Linked DNA regions of Arachis hypogaea: region 2 is linked to region 1. A link is a contact called in public Hi-C data. All regions are on one chromosome and are shown on one strand. The core of a region is the stretch at or near the end of the contact, and the rest is flanking DNA. Distances in the headings are between cores, read along the strand shown.

Region 1 (2,528 bases), core at 11-2,510:
CAAAGGTGACATGTACGCCACTTCACGCGTTGAGAAGTCCTGAACAGCTAGCAGAAGCTTCCAGGTAAATGGGCCCTAGCAAGGAGCCCACCCGAGTTCAGAGTATAAAAGGAGAGGAACATATCCCTCCCTAGAAGTACATCACCTTTCTTACCCTAATTGGCTGCCTCTTCGTATGGACACTGACTTTAATATCAGAGTGTTCTTGCAAGTGGTCCCACCCACTGACACACCGACAACTCGGACAATCATCTCACCTTTAGCTCACACTCAGATCCACATCCTACCTCATCCTATTGCACCTACCTCCACCTCACCCAATTCGCCATTCTTCCGAACAACCGAACAATTTTATATAATATATTTTGATATAAAAAATATTAAATATAAATCACGTCAATAATAATTCACCTTAATCAAAATCAAATTTATAAAATTAATTTTCTACAAATTTTTGTTTACAAATTTCAATTCAAACACACAATTATATGTCTTTTTTTTTTTGAAAAAAATCAAATTTTTTATTTTATTTTTTATTTTTTTGCGAAGCATCTATTAACCGATAGCAATAACTAATTTCTTTTTTGTTGATTAAACCTCCAATTAGATGTTATATGCTTGATCACATAATACTTTTCATTTATAAAAGTGAGAGATCGAATCTCTATCCTACTTAATCGAAGAACCTAATAATAAAATAACATATACTATCCTTCCCAAAATCAAATTGCTAAATTAATCTTATGGTATAATTTCATACATAAAAATATTAAAAAATTATCAAAATTTATTTTTTGTGACAATTAATTAATTATTAATATTTAAAATATAAAATAAAATATGTATTAAATTATAAAACTAAAAAATTAAATTAATTAAATAATAAACAAAAATAATAAATTTTAATAGTACTAGCATTTCTTTTCATATAATTGCAAGCATGTTTGTTTCTTTTGACAAGGGGGGAGGATTAGAAATTAGAATCCGTCCATGGGGCCAAGCACCAAAAGCTAAGGTGACAGTCTCGAATTCCCTATTACCATAAAAACAAATGAAATGACAACAAGCATGCATGTTCCCTATAAACGATACCAATGGAAATTCCCTCTCAAAGTTGCAATATCCTATGTGTCGCCCCATTAATGGACGTGAAAGAGGAAGATAGAAAAGAAATGAAAAAATGGTCCAATCCCAACACCCCACCGCGAAGGTAAAGTGAAGCCCAAGTAGACCCCACCCTACCCCTATGTTTGATTTCATGAAGGATTTAAAGCCATTACGGCACTGCTGCAAAACAATGCATTCTTGTATATATATATATTATTCTAATAATATTTTAAAATAATAAAAAATCAATTCAAATAACTTAAAATTATCTTATTTAATATTTATAATAAATATATAATTACAGATATTATATTATGTTATATAAAATACTTTTAAGTATTATTTTTTTAGTATTACTAAAATTATTATTAATTAGCACAATTATTTTGTCGTGTCTGCCTATTTGCAACTGCAAATTAATACAACACCACACGATTGGCATCTTTACAAAGTTGAATAGTACACTCTTATTTATAGTGTTATGTTGCATAATAATAAAATATAGAGAAATGCTGTTCTTTTTCCTTTCATTTATTTTTGGAAGTGATTTGTACAATGAAATTGGTCAACTTTGAGCCAATCCCACTATAGGATCTTTCATGCAATTTAATTTTGCACGGGTTGTGTAGGGATCACATTTTTTGGATCGTGTGGCTCCATATAACCCATGTAAAATAATTAAAAATATATATATTTTTTATTATTTATTTATCTATTAGATTATTTTTGACCTATTCACTAAAAAATTTCGCTCATTACCGTCATATATTATCCAACATTATTGCTGTGGGAATTACTGTGAAAAAAAATGACTATAACATAGTAAAATAAAATTTCGGAAACTATTACCGTAGGATCACGCAAATTCAACACTAAACCGGAGCTAACTTAGGTGCCAATTGAGTAAGGTTGTGGCGCATAATATACCGTTGATAATTACAAATTATTTATTTAAGATTTTGACATCGTGTTGGAATTATCGTTAAATTTTTCAACAGCAATGCAAAAATCGAATTTAAAGAGTGTTCTTCCCTGTTTTGTCACATACAAAACAACAGTTTCATTCCCTCTCTTTTTGTTAATGCCACTCACTACTTTCCGACCTCCCGGTCTTGCTCCGTTCGTTACTATAAAAATTTTGGTTAAAAAAACGAATTTTTTAAAATAATTGTAATAGTTTTAATCGTCATTATCTTCAAAAATAACGTTTTTAAAAAACGTCAAAATTCTAAGCGTCATTTTAAATGTTATGACAGTTTTTAAAAACCGTTATATTTTTCATTGTTAAAACGGCAGTTTTTTCTACGTTTAAAACGGCGGTCCAAACCACCATTTTAATCAAATAAATGACAGTTTTTTAATTGTTTAAAACAACGATTTAAAATTGCTATTTTTACCAAGTAAAATGACATTTTTTTCTG
Region 2 (2,528 bases), core at 12-2,511, 52 kb after region 1:
TGGCCGCACAGCATAATCATGAATTCGTACCACCACCATTCCAGGCAAACAGAGGCGCAGCTTGGGATCGCCATCGCCAGCAGCGAAGACCAGCCTTTTAGGCTCTCCATGCTTGGCCGCACCCATGACTCTCTATGCACGCCAGAGAAGTAGATGAAGGATGAAAGGAACAGAATGAGGTTCAGATTCGTTAAGACCATCGCCGTCGCCACCCCTGTCAAATTTTGGTTAGTATTCAATGTTTGATCTTTCTGCCATTACCCACTAAATTATTTATTCTTATAAAATGTACTATCAAAATACAAAATATATATTAAAACTTTTTATTAGTATTGATATGACTTCAAGGTTATATTTTATCAGTAAAATTTATTATTTCTGGTCAATAGTTAGTCAACAATATTTAAAAATATGGATAAAAAATTTGAATTAATAATTAAAAATGTTAATCAAAAACAATAAATTGTGATGTTTTGTAAGGAGCGCACCTGCAATACCCATGTTGAGGTGAACGACAAGGAGGAAGTTGAGAGGAAGATGGAGGAGAACACTGATGGCGGAGCAATAAGTAACGGGCATTGTAATGCTCTGAGTCCTGAGGTAGATTCTCAATGGATGAAGAAGTGAGAGCAAGAAGAGATCCGGTATGCAAAAAAGAATGAATCTTTGCGCCATTGAAGAAATCTCATGATCTTGACCAAACCACAAGAGGATCCTGTTCATGTTTATCCACATGAATGAAATTGGAAGCGAAGTTGAGAGGAGGAGGAGCACCGTGCGCTGAAGCGTTAAGCCGAGAATCTTCCATTGTTTAGCGCCGTAGGCTTGGCCGCAAATGGGTTCCATGCCCATGGCTAAGCCGGAGATGACAGAGTAGCCGGTGATGTTGGCGAAGCCTATGGACAGAGAACCTCCTGCAAGCTCCATTTCTCCAAGGTATCCAAGGAAAACCATGGAGATCATAGCTCTTGAATATAAGAGTAATCCTGTCATTGCTGTTGGTCCACATATTTTTCCTATCTCTTTGATTTCTTCTAAAGCCTGATGCACACAAAAATATATAAATGCTTATTACAGTTCATTACATTATTACTGTTTTTCTTAACTTTGTGTTCAATTTAATTTACCTCGTTAGGAGTTGGCCATCTATGAAGATCATTGCTTGGAAGATGATCGACAACTTTGGAATGGGGAGTGATGAGGATGGTTGTTTTTGTGGGACAAAGAAATGTGGATGCTGAAGATGGCTTGGGATTACACATGATTATAAGGAGAATCAAAAAGGTGATTTATGTTATATATGTATGTATTAACTATTAATAAGTCTATATAATGTTTGTGTTGGGGAGAAACAATAATAACAAAGGAATTGTGTTGTATAATTTTGGGGGGAAGAGGGTGAAGAGTTAGTGGGTATTTATGCATGAAAAGTTTGGGCCCCTACTGTTGAATTTGGAATGTGTCACTCATAAAATGTGTTGAACGACATTGCTATACAATTTTAGAGTATAAAATAATAAGGAAAGGCTAAAGTTTTCAAAAAAATAAATGTAAAAGAAAGATCAAACTTAAACGAAACAAATGCCTGTATGGAGTGCTGGGTTAACCGACCTTGTTAATTTTTTCTCTTGTCAAATTATAGTTTTTGTTTTTTCAAAATCCCAAATATTCTCTTATCAGATAATATAGGGTGAGTTTAGTAAAACTATTGTTTTTTTAAAATAATTTATCAAAATTGGTTTTTGAAGGATAACGTTCTAAAATTAGTAATATTTATATTTGGTAAATTAAAATAAAAATAATTTTTAATAAATATAAATAATATTAATTATATTTGATAAAATAATTTTTAAAATTTAATTAGACTATGATAAACATAAATATAATTAGATATTTATTAATATATAAAATTATATTAAACTTTTTAATTTTAATAATAATACTTTAATTTAAAAATGTACTTTAACTTTTAAACTATGACAATGTAAATACATAATCATTTTGATTTATTAAAAATTTTACCAGACAAACTATAATAGTCTTACATAAATCGAACAGGATTATATTATACAATGACAACGATAAAAAAAGTTTTAAGAGTTAACTTTTTTTCAATAATATTTAGTAAATTTTATCATTCTTTTTTATTTCTTTTTTCTTTTTTGTTTTGGTTTTAAAAAAAATTGGGTTTCAACTTTTTGTTGAATAATTACTGACCAAAAAAGATTAACTCCCTCATTAGACAAACAAATAATAAATCTTTTTCGAATCAATAAAACTTCTTGTTCTTATTATTAAACTAAATGTTTATTAGTCTTTGTGCTAATGTTAAATTTTATTTTAAAGATTGAAATATAAACATAGGATGAAAAATTCATTTAAAAGAAAAAAAACAAAAAAATTATGCTCGATATATAAATAAATCAAATTTTTTGTTTACGTCATAACACAGTTATGAACGTACAGACAAATTCTCTTTGAATTTGTTAAAAATCTTTGGAATTCATTTATTTCTTGTAGAGGTGGCT

What was found. Hi-C and Micro-C count contacts between places; a contact is called where the count stands out from the background.
Region 2: a Hi-C map of leaf shows a contact between it and region 1, with 1.9 times the contacts expected there. The contact joins the promoter of LOC112703324 here to the enhancer-like site in region 1.

Annotation. Positions count from the first base shown.
Region 1 is chr7:67,447,276-67,449,803 of arahy.Tifrunner.gnm2.J5K5, forward strand. No RefSeq gene overlaps it. Among protein-coding and RNA genes, the nearest start is that of LOC140174398, 17 kb to the left of the region's middle. Within about 2 kb of position 1,261, at least 3 of the 3 cell types and tissues checked have open chromatin away from gene starts, as enhancers often do.
Region 2 is chr7:67,499,046-67,501,573 of arahy.Tifrunner.gnm2.J5K5, forward strand. It overlaps LOC112703324 (protein DETOXIFICATION 48), which reads right to left and starts at 1,262. Exons shown (of 3, transcript XM_025754727.3): 1 at 1,128-1,262; 2 at 489-1,041; 3 at 1-214. The coding sequence starts at 1,262.